2 separate regions of the Sus scrofa genome follow, and region 2 is linked to region 1. The links are chromatin contacts, called in public Hi-C maps. All regions are on one chromosome and are shown on one strand. The core of a region is the stretch at or near the end of the contact, and the rest is flanking DNA. Distances in the headings are between cores, read along the strand shown.

The links. Hi-C and Micro-C count contacts between places; a contact is called where the count stands out from the background.
Region 2: a contact with region 1 is called in a Hi-C map of fetal skeletal muscle, with 2.1 times the contacts expected there. The contact joins two enhancer-like sites. A contact is called at or near these places in 1 of 5 promoter capture datasets (fetal skeletal muscle), 3 of 47 Hi-C or Micro-C datasets (embryonic fibroblasts, fetal skeletal muscle and heart right ventricle) and 1 of 2 datasets of contacts at active chromatin or transcription factors (skeletal muscle).

The regions. Positions count from the first base shown.
Region 1 is chr1:238,702,575-238,708,547 of Sscrofa11.1, forward strand. SHB (SH2 domain-containing adapter protein B) reads right to left here. Exons shown (of 6, transcript XM_021066254.1): 5 at 2,881-3,000. Among named protein-coding and RNA genes, the nearest start is that of SLC25A51, 38 kb to the left of the region's middle. Within about 2 kb of position 3,632, at least 8 of the 83 cell types and tissues checked have an H3K27ac peak or open chromatin away from gene starts, as enhancers often do. A contact at or near this core is called in fetal skeletal muscle, where this site is marked.
Region 2 is chr1:238,813,118-238,818,407 of Sscrofa11.1, forward strand. The region is part of intron 1 of SHB (SH2 domain-containing adapter protein B); the gene reads right to left. Among named protein-coding and RNA genes, the nearest start is that of SHB, 11 kb to the right of the region's middle. Within about 2 kb of position 3,419, at least 24 of the 83 cell types and tissues checked have an H3K27ac peak or open chromatin away from gene starts, as enhancers often do. A contact at or near this core is called in fetal skeletal muscle, where this site is marked.

The sequences.
Region 1 (5,973 bases), core at 2,382-4,881:
TGGGCTGTGCCCTCAGCTTCCTCCCCTTGCCTGGGTGGTGAAGGGATCAGGCCGGAGCACCCCAAGGGCAAAGGGTGGCTGAGCCTATGAACTGGGGAAATCAAGAGAGCCAGAGACACTGAAAAGCATCTCTGTCTGACTGTAAGGAGAGCAATGTCACCTCCCGTGTGCTGGTGAGGACTCTCAGACTTGGAGAGGGGACGTGGCTGCCAAGGCCACAGAGCCAAGGAGTGGGGAAGCCTGGCTCCTGGACGATAAGCCTGTTACAGAGCAGAAGAGAATCGAGGTGCTGTCCATTCCGAGAACAGTCCTACTCTCTAGAGAAGGGAACAAGCTAGAGAGGAAATGGATTGTGACAGAAACATTCTTCTTTTTTTTTTTTTGGTCTTTTTGCCTTTTCTAGGGCTGTTCCCGCGGCATATGGAGGTTCCCAGGCTAGGCGTCAAATTGGAGCTGTAGCCACCGGCCTACGCCAGAGTCATAGCAACGCGGGATCCGAGCACATCCGGGACCTACACCACAGATCATGGTAACGCCGGATCCTTAACCCACTGAGCAAGGCCAGGGATCAAACCCGCAACCTCATGGTTCCTAATCGGATTTGTTAACCACTGCACCACGACGGGAACTCCAGAAACACTCTTCTGAAGGCCCATCTGAGCTGGTGTTTGGGTCTGCTGGCATTAACAGAGGGCACAGGCACAGGGCAGTGAGGAAGGGACCACGCAGGCACTGCTGGTATGAGTACTTCTGCCAAGGGTTCGAGATTCCTCATGTGCCCCCAGGCTGGTGCCTCTGCCCACACAACCAGGGTACTCAGGAAGCTGTTGCAACCTTGTGTGCAGGACTGTAGTGGGATCACCAGGGGCCCCTGTGGCCAGCCGCCCGCCCACTGCTGGGGCCCAACAAGTCCCCAGTGACTAAGCAGATGGGCGGCAGGGCCCTCATGGCAAATGACTGGGCCTGGCATGCCTCCCCCACTCCAAGCAATCAACCAGCTCTCTGCGGAAGAACGCCCCCAGCCTGGCCCCAGACAACGGGATTCCAGGAAGAATGTGCTCCACTGAGGAACAGAGACTGCCAGTGTGATGGGTGTGAAGAAGCCCTGGAGGTGGGCAGGTTTCTGGGTCAGCAGGAAAGGGTGGTAACATGGAGTCTCATCTCTGATGTCACCTGCTTCTTCTACCTCTTGCAGCCCAGAAAGGCACAATTCACCTGGAGGTGGGAAGATGAAGATCTGGAAGCATCATTCACGGGCACCCGGGTTACTAGGTTACCTTGAACAGGGAGGGAGGGAGGGAGGGGGCTGTGTGGAGCAGTTGAGACCCCCTGCCCCTGGTAGCATGGCCAGCGGCCTGTACCCGTCCCCACCCCCACCACTGTTCTCTCCTTTATGCAGTGACAGCCCTCTGGCTTTGGCTGCCTTTAGCCCCAGCTGCGGTTTAGTGCACTGAATTTGCCTTGGCTGCAATAACTGGCCTGATTCTTTAAGCCGCCAGGCCTGATGGTGGACAAGGAAGTAGGCAGGGGCTGTTTGTTCTGAATGCCCTCCCCGCTGGTTGGCAACCCCTCCACAGCCTCCCTGGCAAAGCAGTTGTCTAGCTCCTGGTTGCACAGGGATAAGAGCAGCTACCTCGTGAGGCAGCTTTGGATCACTCTAATTCCTGATCGGCCCCGACTGTTAGAACACTTTGCCTCACACTGAACTGGAATCTGCCCACCCGTAACCATCACGCACCCCTCCCCACCCCGGCCCCTCACCACCAATGCTGCTCCTTTTGCCCTGATGTCCTTGAAAGATGTGGTTTCCCCATGTCTCCACACATCCTGTCTTTTCCAGGCAGACTTCCAGTGCCTCTGCTTCCTGCCCCTGCTCTGCTCTGTGGTTTGTCACTGTCCCTCTCAGGTGGGGTCAGTTGAGCAGAGAGCACAGTACAATCTCTCTCCTTGGATACACTGATCCTGCTGCCTACACAGCCTGGCCTGTACACTGGCTCCTGACACTCGCATCCTGGCAGACCCTCTCTTCATCACATGGCTTCTCATAAAGGCAAGTAGAGCAGAAAGGAAGCAGGCAGAGGGCTGCACTGTTCCTCGTGGTCTGTGCTGGCTGAAGGGCCTGGGTCCATCCTTCAATCCTGTCACGAACTCTTTAAAACCCTCTTCTCACCAGGCCTCAGTTTTCCTATCTGTAAAATGGGTTTTAGACATTTTCCTTATTCCCAGTCCATCTATCCTGAAAGCAATGTCTCATGGATCAGAAAGACCTGACAGCTTCCAAAGGGCTTATAGGTGATAACGCCGGCAGGATCCTTCCTGGATCTTCACAATGTCCCTCACAACCTTTGTGTGACACACAGAAGTCAGACTTTCCCAAACAGCAACCGAGAACATAAGGAAAAGGCTGGTTCTTAGGGCGGCGGCAGGAGCAGTGGGGAGACAAACACTAGGCCTCAAGTCCTAGCCCTGCCTTTTGGGCCGGCCAGGGCCCCTCTCTGAGCCTCAGTTTCCTCATCTGCAAAATGGGGACAAGATGTTTCTCATCAAAGGGCTGCTGTGAGGTCTGAGAGAAGGATGAGGCATGCTAACAGCTTCCACAGGCCCTGGCTCACTGCAGATGTGAAAGCTATTCTTGGATATTTAATATAAATCCTCAGAAAAGGCCCCTCCTCTTCTGGGGAGGCGGAAACAGAGAACATAAAAACTCCTCTGTATCCCAGGAGAATAAGATCAAATTGGAAAAGCAAGGCTTGAAATAACTCATGCTGGCAAGTTTCCCAGGGGAGAACTCGGGTGGGTCTTTCTGCCACAGACAGAAGGGTCTGGCCATGCATCGCTGGAGGCAGCCAAGGGCCCCAGGGGTGGCCGGGGCGTACTCACTTCAGGGAGAGGGAGTAGTCGTGCCTGCTGGTCTGGCTGTTCCGGACAAGGTAGCTACACTCCTTGCAGAGTCGCAGCAGGTTCTCGGCGTCTCCTCTGCTGATGGCTCCATGATACCATCTGTGAAGAAACGGAGTCAGAACCTAGGAAGGACGGACCCCCACAGTGACACCCTGAAGTTTGCTCCTCCCCTGGAAGGCAGCTGTCAGTGTCCCAGGCCTCATCACGAGGCTGTGTGTGTGAGTGTGTGTGTGTGTGTGTGTGTATGTGTGCGCATGTGTGTTCGTGCATCAGTCATTCACTAGACGTGAGCCGAGCCTACTGCGTGCAGGTCCTGCAGACAGAACAGTGAACAGGCCATGTGGTCTCCACCCCAATGAAGCCTGCGATCTAGCGTGGGTGCTACAGAGGAAACCAAGCAGGGTCGCCTGGCTTGGAGCTGGCAGGAGGGACTATTTTAAGCAGTGGCCAGGGAAGCCTTTTAGAAAGTGACATTTCAGTGGAAGGAGGTGAGGGAGGAAGCCACGAAGGAAGCAGCTGGGAAAGAGCATGTCTGGCAGAAGGGCAGCAAAGGCAGGGGTACCTGGTGTGTTTTTGGAAACAGCAAGGGGCTGGCATGGCTGGAGTGAGGCACTTCGGGGAGGCAGGGGGTCTGTGAGGCCTAAGAGGGCAGGTCAGGGCCTTGCACACAGGCAGTGGGAGGACTTGGCTTTCTGCGACAGAGGGACTCGGAAGCCGTCAGAGGGCGCTGACAGGAGGGACACGTGCTGGCTCTGTGACATCTGCGGAAAGCAGGCAGTTGGGGTGGGATGGCCACACCAGTGCTCCTGCCAAGTGCATCTGGCATCGACAGGGCATGTGGGAATCCCAGTGCCACCGCTTCCGGACATCACGTGGTGAGCGGCAGAATCCGAAGGGAGGGGTGCGATGGCAGATGCCTGACTAAGGCTCTGACTGCAGGACAAAAGGGGAATGTTGATTTTCGAGATTGGAAAGATTGAAGGTAAAATTTCAGTAGAAGAATAAAGATCCTAACATGCTGGTCAGTGGGTATCCTCAGAACGGCTCTCTGCTTACGACAGCCTCTGAGGGGCTGGGTCAGTGGGAAGGTGGCCAGAGATGGGATCAGGAAGAGAATCAGAGGTGCCGGATGGCCAAGGATGGATCATGCTTTGGCCACTGAGGCCCAGACATGGCTCTGCTCCTGGACAGCCTGGCAGTCTGGGACAAGCGGCTAAGCCTTGGTGCACCTCGGGGTTCACTATCATGTTAGGGCCACTCCAACCCCGTTTTAGGGTTGTGAGGCTTGAACAGGATGACCGATGCAGTAAAGGGCTGATGCAGAGTCTGTGATGGGGTGGGTTTCAACAAATGGCAGCCATGGGCATCAGCCAAAGGAGACTGAACTTGCAGACGGCCAAGGGTCACTTCCCCAACTACCACTGTTTCAGGCCGCTACATGCTGTGCAGACAGCACTGTAAGCTCCCAGGTGTGGGGGATGCTGCCTCCTGGTCCTGGCCCAGGAGCACCTGCAAACAGTACCTGTGAGAGATCTGTTACAGACCTGCCTGGAGAAGAGCGTTGCACTCCCTTCTCTGCACTCTCGGCCATTTATTTATTTATTTATTTTGCTTTTTTGGGCCGCACCGCAGCATATGGAGGTTCCCAGGCTAACGGTCGAATCGGAGTTACAGGCAGAGCCACAGCAATGCCAGATCCGAGCCACATCTGCGACCTACACCACAGCTCACGGCCACATCGGATCCTTAACTCATTGAGCGAGGCCAGGGATCGAACCTGCAACCTCATAGTTCCTAGTCAGATTCGTTAACCACTGAGCCGCAACGGGAACTCCACTTTTGGCCATTTATAAGGCAGTGCTCTGAAGAGTTAGCAGCTGTGGGGTGACATAATTATAACCTAAAACCCAACCGGCTCTAAGAAAGCAAAGACTGAAGAGTGAGAGAGTTGCTGAGTATCCTTGTCCAATCACCATGTCCCTGAGTCGCTGACTGCCCACGCGGTGACCACTCACAGCAGGTCAGCCTGGGTGGTGGGACCTTCGGAGTGGAGACTTTCCAAGGGAAAAAGCAGGGGCAGTGCAGGCTGCAGACCTGCCTTTCTGTCTACACTTAGAAATTCAGAGGATGTGAAGCTGAGGTTGCGTGGGCTGCCATAATTAAAACACTCCCAGGGACACAAAGGCTCAAGGGGTGCTTAAGAAAGGATATGTGACTGTGTTTGGGAGACATGGTTAGCCAGGGACAGAGCTGACTTTAGAAATAAGAGTTAACAGGTTTCACCAAGGTTGTTTTCTGGAAAATTTCACCTGTGTAAAACAGCCCCAGTGAAGGGAAAAAAATGCTGTTTTATTCGGAAAACAAGTTTCGGCTATTTGAAGCTGAGCTGTCCCTAGAGAAAAGCCTAGACATGGTCTCCAGGGAAGTGCTGCCTGCGTCTGCCCTCCCTGAGGACAGGAGCAAGTGGCTCTAAGAGAGGCGGTGGCAGATGGGCCTCCAGGGGCTCTGGATCCTCGTTAAGGATAATCCCTGGGGTAAACAGGGATGGTGGTTCCGTCCCCGGCTGCTCCAGCCACTCCACACACAGAGAAAGGCAGGGGACAGGGCCGAGGATCAAAGGAGAACTAGGAGGAGTCTGGAGAGAAGGAGCAAAGGACACAAACAAAAGGGGCGGGGGCGGCCACTGGCCAGATTCTCGGCAGGAGGAGAGCCACCAGGAGAAAGGACGGGAGGGCCTGGATGGTCCTGGGGGTGGAGGGCAAAGCTAGGGGCCAACTCCTGGGCCCAAGGAGGGTTGCCTGGATTGCAAAACGAATCCAGGCAGGAGGCCGTGGATGGAGGCCTAGGGATGTGCTGGTCTTCAGGGCTGGCCACTGAGGCCAGAACCACGGGAATTAAGAAGACTCAACCACCACCATCCAGTCCATTCAACACCCATACACTCTATTTACTCACCATTTACTATATTCTTTTTCTGTTTTAGTTTTTTCTTTTTTTTTTTTTTGGTTTGTTTTTTGCTTTTTAGAGCCATACCCGCAGCATGTGGAGGTTCCCAGGCTAGGGGTCTAGTTG
Region 2 (5,290 bases), core at 2,169-4,668, 110 kb after region 1:
AATGCGGGATCTGAGCCGCGTCTGCAACCTACACCACAGCTCACAGCAATGCTGGATCCTTAACCCACTGAGCAAGGCCAGGGATCAAACCTGCAACCTCATGGTTCCTAGTCAGATTTGTTAACCACTGTGACACAACGGGAACAATAAGAAACTGTATTCTTAGAAGAAAATATACTGGAGTATGGAAAACTTTTCTAGGCAGCACACTCGAGAGTCATGAAAAACATCAAGACTGATTTAGAAACGTCAAAACAATTCAGCATAAGCAACAAAAACCACCAGATATAAAGCCAAAAGGCAAATTACACACTTGTAAAAGTAATATCCTATTAACTCAAATGGCAGGCAAGGGGCTGCCCTCCTTAATCCATAAAGAGCTCTTACGGATCAATAAAAAGACAGACTCTGAGGCAGAAAGGATGGACCACAGATAGACGTACACAAATTTGGGAAAGAGATACGAGTGGTCCACGCACACATGCCCTAGTAACCCAAGAAATTAAATTAAATTCTATTAGAGTAAAGCAGGAGTGAACTTGAAAAGTCTTTCTAGAATACAATTTGAAAGCATCTACCAAAATTTTTACCTTCTTACCCAACAATTCTCCTTCTGGGAATCAATCCCAGGGAAATAATCACAGGCTTACTTATGCAAAGAATTAAGTTACAAAGATGTTCATTATAGCACTGTTAAATTTGTGAAAACTAGGGAGAGCCTAAATAGGCAAAAAGAATACAAGGCAGACATTAAATTACTGTTGTCGAATGTTTAAGACAATGTAGACATCTTTCCATGTCTTTCAGCAAAAAGAACATAAATACACAAAAGACTGCTTAATTTTTTTAGAGGGGAAAAAAAAATATATGTATATATACACACATTCAAAAAAGTCTAGATGGAAAAACAGTAAAACTGTTAACAGTAGTTCCTTTGAATTGTGGAATTAGTTGGTTTCTTAGTTTTGCTCATCTGCATTTTTATACCAAACACGTCTGTTTTATTGAAAGAGGAAGAAAAGTTAGCACAGAGGTACATGTTGAAATATATCAAAAAATCCAGTCCCGGTTGTGGCGCAGTGGAAACGAGTCTGACTAGTATCCATGAGAATGCAGGTTCGATCCCTGGCTTCACTAAGCAGATCAGGGATCTGGCGTTGCTGTGACCTGTGGTGTAGGTCGCAGATTCAGCTTGGCTTGGATCCCGCATTGCTATGGCTGCAGCGTAGGCAGGCATGATTTATAGGTAGGCATGATTCGACCCCTAGCCTGGGAACCTCCATATGCCACAGGTGTGGCCCTAAAAAGCAAAAAAAACAAAAAACAAACAAACAAAAAAACACCAAAAACCCAAGCTTGCTGTTCTGAGGAATTGCCTCAGAACACAGCCAACTCACAACTGCCCCACACGGGAGGGCAGGTAGGGGCTGCACCATTCCACAGATGCCACGCGGGCCCCTAGTCACATGCGTGGCTTTGGAATGCACCAGGAAGATTACGAGGCGTCTGGCTTTCCGGGAATGCACATCCCACCAAACAGTGAAGCTTTTCTGTGAAGAACTTTCTGGTCATTTTCATTTTTAGAATTTATCCAGGGCCCGGAGAAACCAAGAAAGTTCCATTTCTCCTATTTCTGTTTGCCTCCTCCCACGTCCTAGGGAGAACTTTTCCAACAATCACAGGTGCTCAGCAATGAAATGCTCTGCTTAGCAAAAAAGGTAGGCTCCAGCCTCGTCCTCACCCTGCCCTGGTGCCCACCTCAGCCAGGCCACACAGCAGGTGACCTCCTGAATCAAAAGAAAGGGGGCAATTTAATTTTCTTATTTTTATTTTTTTGTCTTTTTGCCATTTCTTGGGCTGCTCCCGCGGCATGTGGAGGTTCCCAGGCTAGGGGTTGAATCGGACCTGTAGCCACGGCCTACACCACAGCCACAGCAATGTGGGATCTGAACCACGTCTGCAACCTACGCCACAGCTCACGGCAACGCCTGATCCTTAACCCACTGAGCGAGGCCAGGGATCGAACCCACAACCTCATGGTTCCTAGTCAGATTCGTTAACCAGTGAGCCATGACGGGCACTCCAAGAACAGGGGCAATTTTAGACCATCTCTTCACACGTAATCGCCTGCCTCCTTCCTTTGCACCTGCAGATACACCAGGTAATCCCCGTGCTCTGGCACACCTGCTTGTCCCCAGCAGGGCTCCCTCTCTGATCTCAATCACTGTGGACAGGCCCCCTTTAGTCTGGGATGCAGGTGCAGCTTCCACTGGACCCATCTTCCCAGATGACTTCCTCTTCCTGGTGGTTTTCCGCAGCCCCAGACAGAGGCCACTCGTGCCTTCTCCCGGTTCTCGGAGCATGTCTCCTTCTCAGGCCCAGGACTCACTTGCTGGATCAACCCCACCAGCCTGGCTGTGACGGCACCACCGGGGTCCTCCCCTTCTCGGCCAACAGCAATCCACCCTCAAGTTAAAACCTGGAGGCATCTGTGACTCTCCACCCCCTCATATCTCACTTTTCATCTGTCAGGAAATCCTGCAGCTCTACCTTCAGGACACACGCTGAATCTGGTCTCTTCTCATCACCTACCACTAGTGCCCCAGTTCCAGGGGCGGTGGGTCCCCCCAGGCTGGCCTCCCGGCTGGCCCCCCTCCAGCCTGTTCTCCACTAGGCAGCCAGAGTGATCCTTTCAATACCCAAGTCAGATCACGTCATTTCTCCGCTCAGAACTTCCACCGACTTCCTATCTCACCCAGAGCTAAAGTGAGACCCTTTCAGCGCCTCCAAGGCCCCAAACACTCGGCCTCCCACCTCTCGGACCCCGTCTCCCCACTTCCTCCCACCTGCTGCACTCAGTCACGCTGATCTCCCTGAAGCAGCCAGGCGTGCTCCCGTCTTGGACTTTTGCCCTGACTCTTCCCTCTGCCTGGAATGCGCTTCTCTCCCTGAGCCGTGTGAATCACACCATCACACCCTTCAGCAAAGCCCTCTCTGACCACCCATCTGAAATAGCACCCACCCCAAGCTCAGGCCCACCCTAGCTTGACTTTTCTCCACGCTCTACCCGACAGTCTATATTTGCCTGACTCCTCTCGTGAGAGGGGAACAAACTCAGAGGAGCATAAATTTTTTGTTTAGTTCACAGCTCTATCCCTTCTAAAGAGAACAATACCCAGCACGTAGCAGGCTCTCAACAATGTCTGTTGAATGAATGAACGAATGAATGAATGAGGAGGGCTCTCATGGCCCAGCTGAGGACTCTGGGTCCAACCTACAAGTGTAGGTCCAGCGGTGGGCCAGGGATATCCACCTCCCCCCGCTTCGCCCACCTGTCAAGTCACTTCTCCCCTTACCAGCATCTTGCTGACCGTTACTCTTAAGTTCTGCTTGGAAAACACAGGGCCTGAGTCATTCCCCAGAGCCCTGACTAATTCTCTCTCCATCCCTTGGACCCACCTCCAAGATCCTTCCTCTACAGTATAATGGGAAATCCAGAGAGAGCTCCTCTTGGAGAAAATGGAAAGGAACTGAATGATTTAGAGGAAAATTCAACTTTTCCTGGCTCAGCAGTTGAGAAAGCGCAAACTCTCAGGAAGCCGGTGCCTCCGAAAGTGAAACATTAATAGAAATATTACTGGAAAATACCAAACAGGAAGAGAAGGAAAATTCCATTGTGGAAGCAAGGTCCTCTGTCGATGCTCCTTAATGGCCTCAGTAACATGTTTCAGAATCAAAACACAGAAAGAACCGGAAATCAATCAGGCTGTCACCCTTCCTGTGGACCGGAGCTTTGGCCAAACCACCTCCACAATACCCTGGCACAAAGGACATTGGGCTCAGAACACAAGGTCAACAGCCTGGCCACGGGCTCAGCCACTACCTCCTGTAAGGCCAGGCAGACTCCATGCCTCCCCGAACCTTTGGTTTTTCCATCTGCAAAATGGGGGTTACAGCACCTTCCTCACAGAGTGACTCTGAGAATCAAATTCATTATGGGTGAAAAAAGCGTACTTAAAGCTGTGGAATACTCACCCAAATGTAGGATTCAGTAGCTCCTACAATGCTAGAGGGATTTTTATAAAGAGTTTAAGTCTAGCCATAAGTAAGGCAGAGGAAATTCAGGCATGAGATTGTGCAGTTTACGACAGTGGTTAAAAACAAAGACTCTGCATCGGGCCTCAAATCTCATCTCTGCCACTTACTGGCAAGTTACTTAACCTCTCTGCCTCAGTGCTCTTTTGTCAAATGGGAATGACAGAAGCACCTCCCTCAAAGGACTCTGGTGAGCAGGAAGAGTTAATGCATATAGGGAACCAATAGTGTCTGGCTCAGAGTATGTGCAGTGGAAGTACTGGCTAACTAATACTGCTATGGTGGAAAGCTCCTTCATTTCAAGTGACTCCTCTTTCTTATTGCAAATGCCGCCTCCTCCAAGAAGCCTTCCCAACTTTGCTTGGTTGGAAAAAAACCTCTTCCTGACCCTGCTTCTCTGTTAGCTCCAAGGAATCAAGAGTCTGCCCAGAACAGCTTCTGTGCCAGGATGGCACTCAGTTCACCCACACCACTTTGTTTATCGACAAACTTTGCCACACAGGCTGTGTTCTAACCTTGGTCCTTGTGTCCTCATTAGAAGATAAGCTCCGTAGAGTCAGGAACTACCTGCCTCTTGGTTCTCCCCTGTATCCACACCTCCTGATAGGAGCCTGCATATAGCCATTTCTCCATCCACACAGGCCAAACAGAAGTTAAAGTCAGGATGGAAGAGACCACGGCAGTCTCTGTCTCCGTCCTGCAGAAATACTGCTCCCCCACCCTGTCTCTGGAAAGCCAGCGGAGACGCAACCATCAGCAGGCTGGCAGCCTAGCTCTCTGTTTCAAAGCCACAAATCCCACCTTATTTTCTAGGGTCCAGCCTGACCCACTGCTTCCCCATGGGCCACCACCACTTGGCTCTCCCAGCACAAGATGAGAAGTCAGCTCCAAGGGCAACTGCCCAGCGGAGCACCTGACCACAAGCAAGTTCAGCTTTGCTTAAATGACCAGAGGAAACCACACCTGTTTCAGATTTGCCTTTTAACGCCTATTTTATGGGTCAGAAATGCTTTGGGGGCGGGGAGAGGACAAGGTCAAGTCTTAGGGGTTAAGTCTGGGGAAATCAGTCATGTTCTGAGATTGTCAGATCAGAGGACGGTCACCTGATCTCCTTCAAGGAAACTCAGGTTCCCTGTTGACAAGGGCCAAGGTACCAGTGTTTTGTTTTGCTTTGTTTTGTTTCTTAAAAGAGCAC